Linked DNA regions of Mus musculus: all the other regions are linked to region 1. Evidence: chromatin contacts called from public promoter capture Hi-C data. All regions are on one chromosome and are shown on one strand. The core of a region is the stretch at or near the end of the contact, and the rest is flanking DNA. Distances in the headings are between cores, read along the strand shown.

What was found. Promoter capture Hi-C pulls out the DNA fragments that hold promoters and counts their contacts.
Region 2: a contact with region 1 is called in a promoter capture Hi-C map of hippocampal neurons, with 2.5 times the contacts expected there. The contact joins the enhancer-like site here to the promoter of Espl1 in region 1. A contact is called at or near these places in 6 of 39 promoter capture datasets (the 3T3-L1 cell line, the C10 cell line, cranial neural crest and 3 more), 1 of 115 datasets of contacts at active chromatin or transcription factors (astrocytes) and 1 of 9 other capture datasets (liver).
Region 3: a contact with region 1 is called in a promoter capture Hi-C map of liver, with 4 times the contacts expected there. The contact joins the promoter of Tfcp2 here to the promoter of Espl1 in region 1. A contact is called at or near these places in 3 of 39 promoter capture datasets (liver and pre-B cells).

The regions. Positions count from the first base shown.
Region 1 is chr15:102,294,920-102,297,619 of GRCm38.p6, forward strand. Espl1 (extra spindle pole bodies 1, separase) reads left to right here and starts at 1,374. Exons shown (of 31, transcript NM_001014976.2): 1 at 1,374-1,496; 2 at 1,841-1,930. The coding sequence starts at 1,850.
Region 2 is chr15:101,240,179-101,242,878 of GRCm38.p6, forward strand. No RefSeq gene overlaps it. Among named protein-coding and RNA genes, the nearest start is that of A330009N23Rik, 16 kb to the left of the region's middle. Within about 2 kb of position 1,318, at least 198 of the 459 cell types and tissues checked have an H3K27ac peak or open chromatin away from gene starts, as enhancers often do. A contact at or near this core is called in hippocampal neurons and liver, where this site is marked.
Region 3 is chr15:100,550,728-100,553,427 of GRCm38.p6, forward strand. It overlaps Tfcp2 (transcription factor CP2), which reads right to left and starts at 1,281. Exons shown (of 16, transcript NM_033476.3): 1 at 1,183-1,281; 2 at 598-754. The coding sequence starts at 719.

The DNA.
Region 1 (2,700 bases), core at 124-2,623:
CCTCTGAGCCATCTCTCCAGCCCCAGGCCCGCTTTTAAAAAGATTTTTTGTTTTGTTTTGATTTTGAGACGAGGTCTCACTAGACAACCCAGGCTGCCTTTGAACTTTAAGCTTTTTTAGCTCCTCAGCCTCCTTAGTAAGTATTCCCTACCCTCTGGTGGTGGGTGATGTTTGGTACCACCCTTGACTTTATAGTGCATCTGAGAGAGCAGGAGTTAGACTACTTGGTAGGCAGGCAGATAAGGGAGAGGGGCCATGGCTAGGAGATAAAGGTGGTCAATTTCCAGGATGGCTGCTTCTTCCTTATGCCCCTGACTTGAGAAAAAAGCTCGGCATTGTTAGTGTCTGCATTAAATATTGCCATTCCCACGCTGAAATTTTCTAGTGGGGGAGATGTCAGTTTTTTCTCTTATTCCCTCCCCTTCCTATGTCTCCCCCTTTCTTTTTCTTCCTTCCTTCCTCCCTCCCTCCCTCCCTCCCTCCCTCTTTCTTTCTTTCTCTCTCTCTCTCTCTCTCTCTCTCTCTCTCTCTCTCTCTTTCTTTCTTTCTTTCTTTCTTTCTTTCTTTTGATTTTTCCTGAGACAGGGCTTCTCTGTGTAGCCCTGGCTGTCCTGGAACTCAGAAATCCCTACGCTCAGTATTTTGAACCCTGTTTCAAAAAACAAACAAAACAAAAGACTGTGAACGTTCACAATGAATTCTTCCCTTTACTCTTCACTCAACTCTATAGCCTTTCTTATACAACCCATGTAAGATGTAGGCTGGAATCCAAACTTGGGAGGGAGGAGAACCTAGGAGAACCCGGAGGTTGTCCCTGCACCCTTTTCAGTGTCCCTCTCCACAAAGTCAGAGTTTTAAAGAATCCCAAAGACCCTGTGTGGTGGTGTACACCTTCAACCCCAGCATTAGGCAGGTGGATCTCTCTTAGAGGCCAGCCTGGTCTATTTAGCAAGTTCCAGGACAGCTAGGATCACGTAGTGAGAACCAGTCTCAAAAAACAAAAATAAAAACAAAAAAATACATCAAAGGCTATTACACCTTTTCTTTCCTAGTAACGCAAAGCAAGCCATGTGGGTTTCTTATTTTAATTCTCTTGAAATTTAAAATCCTGCCTGAGCTCAGGGAATAAAGGCAAGAAAGACTTAGTGATTGACCACCCAACTGCGAAATGACTGTAATTGACTGAGGTTGAAGAAGGAGACTGTGTCCCAGAGTCTTTCCGGTCCAGAGTTGTACCCGCCCCTCCAGGAACACGTGACAGACAGCGCGGCAGATAAACTACAACTCCCAGAGCGCCACGCGGCCGGCCTGCGTTACGCTTTCTCGCTGATTGGTCACTAGGGATATTTGAAAGGAGGTGCTGGCGCGGAAAACGAAGCGTGCCCACCCGGTGCTTGGTGGAGCTCGGGCTGGAGGACGCTGCTAGGCCGGTGAGGAACGGCAGCTTCGAGGGAATTAAGGCACGGAGGGTCTGGTGAGCGCGCGCTCAAGCCGCGGTAAGTGACATTCCCATTGCTGACCTGGGAAGAAACGGGGCGTTTCTGCGGAGGCTCGGCGGCCCCCGAAAGGGTGTGCTCGGCGCCCAGGACCCTGTGGAGACCCCTGCGGTGGCCTGGTGGGACACTGAGGACAAGGAGCGTCCTGGAGGAAGGAACAGTGGACTTGTCAGTTTGTAACGGGAGCCCAGTTTATATCGGCCTCTCCCCGCATAGGATTTCTGGTGGGATTCTTTGCCTGCTTCATCCTTTGAATCCTCCTACAACTTTCAATCCCTTCTTTCCTCCAGTTATTTCCATTACAACCCTTCGCAGGCTTCTACAAACCATTTCGTTGTATCTAGACTTTTGCCATGAGGAACTTCAAAGGAGTCAACTTCGCCACTCTGCTCTGCAGCAAGGAGGAGACCCAGCAGCTGCTGCCTGACTTGAAGGTGGGACCCTTTATGGCTCAGGACACACCTAGTTTCTGAGATTATCTGTGTTTTTTTCCTTTTCCTTTTTTCTTTTTTTCCGAGACAGAGTTTCTCTGTATAGCTCTGGCTGTCCTGGAACTTACTTTGTAGTCCAGGCTGGCCTCGAACTCAGAAATCCACCTGTCTCTGCCTCCCTAGCGCTGGGATTAAAGGCTTGCGCCACCACGCCCGGCTTCCTTTTCCTTTTTATTTATTGTTTTTATTTTTATTTAAAAAATTATTTTTCCGCCGGGCAATGGTGGCACATGTCTTTAATCCCAGCACTTGAGAGGCACAGGCAGGTGAATTTCTGAGTTCGAAGCCAGCCTGGTCTATAGAGTGAGTTCCAGGACAGCCAGGGCTACACAGAGAAACCCTGTCTTTGAAAAAAAAAATTTTTTTTTCCCCTAGGGCTACTAATGTGATCATCTCCTAAGGACACTCTGGTTTATGTTCTCCGTTTGGGAGAGTTATACATCGGTTTTTGTTTACGTTTTATCATTCTCCTTATAGTAAATTTTACATTCTAATTTTATTTATTTATTTATTCATTTATTTATTATATGTAAGTACACTGTAGCTGTCTTTAGACACTCCAGAAGAGGGCATCAAATTTCGTTAGGGATGGTTGTGAAGCCACCATGTAGTTGCTGGGATTTGAACTCAGGACCTTTGGAAGAGCAGTTGGCGCTCTTAACCACTGAGTCATCTCACCAGCCCTCTAATTTTTAATTAAAAAAAATTTTTTT
Region 2 (2,700 bases), core at 68-2,567, 1.1 Mb before region 1:
ACATATATGTGTATATATATGTGTGTGTGTGTGTGTGTGTGTGTGTGTGTGTATGTATATGTGTGTGTGTATATATATTCTAGATTCTTTAAGTAGAATGATGTGTTTTCACAAAAGACTAGCGCTTTTAAAAGACTGGTTCTTGTTATGTATCCCAGACTCACCTGGAATTCAATAGATAGCACAAGGTGACTTCAATTTGTTTTGCTTTTGTTTTTATTTTGTTCTGTTCTGTTCTGAAAAGGTCTCATTATGTAACTCTGGCCGGCCTGGAAATCGATAGGTAGAGCAGGCTAGACTTGAACTTACACAGATCCTCATATCTCTTGAGCACCAGGATTACAGATATGTGTCACCATGCCCAGTGCATTGTATATGTCTAAGTTCATGTGTGTACATGCCTGTGGATATACCTGTGTGTGTGTGTGTGTGTGTGTGTGTGTGTGTGTGTGTATGTGTGTGTGTGTGTGTGTGTGTGTGAATATGTGGAAACCAGAGGTCAATGTTGGGTCTCTTTCTCAATTAGTTGCCCCATGCCCAAGGCTTTTTGAGAGTTTCGTTTGACCTCTGTGATTCCTAACAGAGGACTTGGCACTCCTAGGCCTTGGGTATTTTCTATAACTATGTGTAGATAGAGCTACCTTTCCGTCCTCTAAAAGCCGACAGTACCACTTATGGCCAGTGGAGGGCACTGCCACACAGCTCCTGGTAAGCTTCTAGGTGCTATGGGGGATAATTATAAAGAACATAGGCTCTTCCCACTCTGGGAGTGCTCTCAGTTCTGGAACCAGTAGGGGCTCTCCTCCCTCCCCTAGCGAATCTGTCCTGGCAGCCTGGAGCTGGCATGCCCCGGGCCATATCATCCAGAAGCAAGCACCCGGTGCCTGAGGTCAGAATACCCTGCTTGGTGGCTTGGACACACCCCTTAGCAGCTGATGCCACTAGACAGATCACACCCTGTTCCTGGCTCTGCAACATGACAGCGATCATTTGAGTGCGCTGCTAGCTCCCGGGTTTGCCGCGAGGTCGGAACAGAAGTGTTTTGTAAGTGTAAACGTTAGAGAAATGTAACATACACACACTTTCACTGCTGGGAGGCTAACTGAAGGTGGGTTTGTGGAAGGGATTAAGTTAGCGAGGGAGAAGGAAGATAAAAATAACAAGTGCCTTTCACCAAGTGCTTATTAGGAGCCAAGGCCGAGGAAAGTGATCCGAAAATATTGTCTAATTATAGCCAACACTTACACAGGGCTGACCTTGGGCCAGGAGCTGTTTAAGTGCCTCATGCATACAAACTGCTCAGATCCTCGTGACTCAGGGGAGAAGGTGAGGCATGAAGTAGTTGGTTTGTAGACCGGCTCATGCGAACGGGGCTGGCATTCAAACCACAGCGATTTGTCCCCTGTCATGGTCTCTGAAGTCACGACCACACCTCAAAGAAGATATTCTTGCATTTCCTTATAGTAAAGCCACTGGAAACACACCATGAAGGTGTATTTGAGTCCAGACTACCCACTGGAGAATGGAGAGCAGTGGGAACTGGCACAGGGTTCCCCCACCCCACCCCCCACCCCCGCCCAGGAACAGGGCAGATTCGAGCAAAGGCAGAGCTTGGGGGAGAGGGATTAATGCGTGGGAAGGGAGGATGGCCTATCTTCTGGATCCAGAAGGAGGAAGCAGGCTGACAGGCTGTGTCGCTCTCCTCAGTGATGGATTCCCTTTTTCCCTTCCAAGCCTCGGGGCTCCTCCTCCTCCGCTCTGAGGTGCTACTCTGACTGGAGAAGGTGAGAACAACCCCAACCCTGCCACAAGCTTCCCTCAAACCATCTCCTAGCTTCTAGCCTGTTATACAACCTGCGCTCTGTCCACACTCGGAAATAACCATGGCTCAGCAGAATGGACTTGGGGGCATGATGAATGGTCCTTAGGACGATCAGCTGACGGCCAGCTGCTCCTGAAGTGACCTGAGTGCCTGCCATAGCTCAGGTTCCCCAGCCCTTCCTGGGAAGTGGCCCTGCCTGGTCTACAGGAAAAGTCTTAACGCGGCTCTGTGTTTGGGCATCATGATAATCATGATTTTGATGAGTATGACCACCCATTTCTGTATCTCTTAATATCTGTCAAGCCTGGGGATGCACGCTTGTAATCCCAGTTACTCGTGGAGCTGAGGCAGGGGGATTGGAAATTCAAGACTTGCCTGGGCTACAGGGTGAGTTCTATACTGGTCTCCAGATCTTGTATAAACTCTGTTTCAAAGTGAAAAATAAAAAGACTGTGGCTAACGCTTAGTGGTAGAGTGTTGGCCTACAATGTGAGAGGCCCAGGTTCCATTCCCAAAGCCACAGAAAATAAATGAATAAAGGCTGGGGAACAGGGGAGCCTGCAGGGCCCTCTCCCACCTCCCGCACCCTCTCACTCCCGCGCAGTACTCTGCACCTTCCTCGGCAGTTTATGGGTCCTGGATTTTCCGAGTACAGCTCAAGGCCCAGAGGACAGGGGCCCCAAAGGTAACCCAGGTTCTCTAAGGGGAACCACCACGCTGCCTGCACAGGGAAGGACTTAGTCTCCTCTGGCACCCTCTGCCTGCCTGACTCTCCTCTGTGGGGCCTGTCAGCAGTAACCAGAGCTGGCTCGGTGGCTGAGAGCAGTAGGAACACCCGTTTCTTGGCAACCGGGGACAGCATACAAGATCCAGTTAAT
Region 3 (2,700 bases), core at 31-2,530, 1.7 Mb before region 1:
GTTTCTCTGTGTAGTCCTGGCTGTCCTGGAACTCACTCTGTAGACCAGGCTGGCCTCGAACTCAGAAATCCGCCTGCCTCTGCCTCCCGAGTGCTGGGATCAAAGGCGTGCGCCTCTTTGTCACTTTTTAGACATTCTCAGCTCAAGTTTCCAAAGACAGGAACCCTGGAAGAAAACCTTAAAACAAGTCTGTTGTAAGAGACAGCTGTCTGTGGACTTCTTGTCCAAGGTATCCCATCTCTTCCCAACAAGTCGTCAACCTTGAACCTCAGTTCCCAGCTGCCGGACTTCTTTAGATATCCCTCAACTGCCCCTTCTTCACGTGAATCCAGACATACCCAAGCATACAGTCAGTGTCCAAGTCTCCTACACCATCTGGATGCAAGGGCCCTACAGAGTTGACTCTAGAGTCTTTCCTGTCCTCCCATACCACTACTACTCAAACCAGAGGATGGGGGAGGTAGGGAGGTGTAAGGGGGGGGGTAATCTGCCCACCAAGCTGCAGGCTGTTCTCTTAAACTGTACAGCCGCCCTCCCACCTTTCAAGATCCTGCCTTTGTTATTAAGAAGGTAAGGTCTGGGAGGCATCTCACTCACCTCATACTATAAGCACCAGCACCCAGTTCCTGGCCAATGCCGGACAGGCTAGCATCAAAGTCCTGCACAAGCCCCGACTCGATCACTTCGTCGGCTAGCGGCAGCTTCAGAGCCCAGGCCATCCCGGCTCCTTCCTTGCCCCAACAGGCGCCGGCTCCTGTACAAAGGCGCGGAGCGTAACTCTACCCGGCAGACAGCACAGTGGAAGTCAGCTACAAACCCAGCTCCTCGCGCAGCGCCCCAAGCCTGACCTACGGGCTGCACCCTGGCTACTCCTCGGGAGCCCCGGTGACAGGAATCCCTCCCGTTCGGCTCTCGGGATCGTGAGGCACCAGGTCCCGCCGGAGCTCAGCCGGACTCGGGCTCTCTGAAGCCCACCGGTCGGTCGCTCGGCGTCCTCCGCTCAGCCTCAAAGCGGAGACGCGCAGGACACCGGGCGCTCCGAGCGTCCCCTCCGCCCCCCTAGGTGGAAAGCTCCTCCCTCCGGGCATCCGCACTTTCCCTCAGGCCTCGCTTCCGGTCAACCAGATAACTTCCGGTCACCGATTCTTCTCCCCGCCCCCCCACTCCGCTCTCAGCACAAACCCAGGGTTCCTCCGAGCCGTCCCCACACCCTCCTTAGCCACCACGACCGCCTGGAAGCGTGGACAGCGAAAGTTCGGCGCAGACTCGAAGCGCAAACCCGCCCCCAGCGCCAACCAATCAGGACGTCCGCTACGGCCATGGCGCAACGTCACCATCCATCTACCAATGAAGAAGAGACTGGTTCTGTCTTCGCAGCGGTGATAGGCTATCGACGCGAAGGCTTCCGCCCCCGGAGTAGTGGGCGGGCTCAGTGCTTAGGCGTGAACCCGGGTCGCAGGCTCTCGGTCCTGACAGTAGAGCAGAACTGCGGTTCTATCTTTCCGCTTCCCGCTCCCATTCCCGGAGGGACTTTCGTTCCCGTGTGTCCAGTCCTAAACTCTCCCCATTTGCCTTCCCTTATCTTCACCCTTCTCCCTAAGGCATTCGCGCAGGAAACAGGGAAAACTATTGGGGTTTTTGTTGATGTTCAGACGGGGTCTTTAGGTAACTTTAGCTGACCCAGAACTGAGAGATCCACACCCCCAGCCTGAGTGCTAGGATCAAAAGCGTGCACACTACACCTTGCTTGTTGTTTTGTTTCTGTTTGGTTGGTTCTTTGATGTTTTGTTTTTGTTTGTTTTAGGCAATGATGAATGAGTGTTGGGGAAAAATCTGCAGAGCAAAGTCAGAGCTGGCATCTTTATTTATAGTATGATAACTTAAGAGTATTCTCCAAGAGATTGAATTTACTAAACTGTAAATCAAGAACAACCATAGCCAGGCATAGTGGTTCATGCCTTTGATCCCAGCACTCCAGAGACAGAGGCAGGCAGATCTGATTTCCAGGTGAGCCAGGGCTAGATAATGAAGACCCTGGAGCAGGAGGTGAAATCATACCTCCTCCACCTTGCTCCTGAGGATTAATTACGGCCATTTTTAAAATTAAGCACGGGCAAAATACCTGTATGCTATGAACAGTATTGCAGAAGTCCTCAAGACAGGGTTGTAATCCCTTCCTAAAAGGGCATTGTGTGTTCCTAAAAACCTAGCACTCAGTAGGCTGAGGCAGAAGGATCTCCACAAGTTCAAGAACAGTCTAGACTACATAGCAATTTCCATAACAGCCAGGTCTACCTAGCATCTCTAGTCATTGTTTGCTCGTTTGTTGAGACAGGGTTCTTTTTGTCGCCTGGGCTGTCTTGGAACTCTGTATACCACTAGGGTCCTTAGGTCACCAGACTGGCCTTGAAGTCAAAAGATCTGCCTGCCTCTGCCTCCCATCTTAAAAAAAAAAAAATTCTAAAGGTAAATGTCACTTATTTTACCAAACAGAAAGGTAAGGCTAGAACTAAATTGTCATGATAAACATGCCTCTGCCGGCCAAAGACATCCCCTGTCTGTGGAAGTGTGCTTCGTTCTGTATGCCAACACAATATCCTTATAGTCTGCTTTGACTTAGATTTGTATATAACTACTTCTCCCACTGAGTTTCTACCTCAGGAGAGATAGGGAAATGACTTGGTATGGTGGCTTACATCT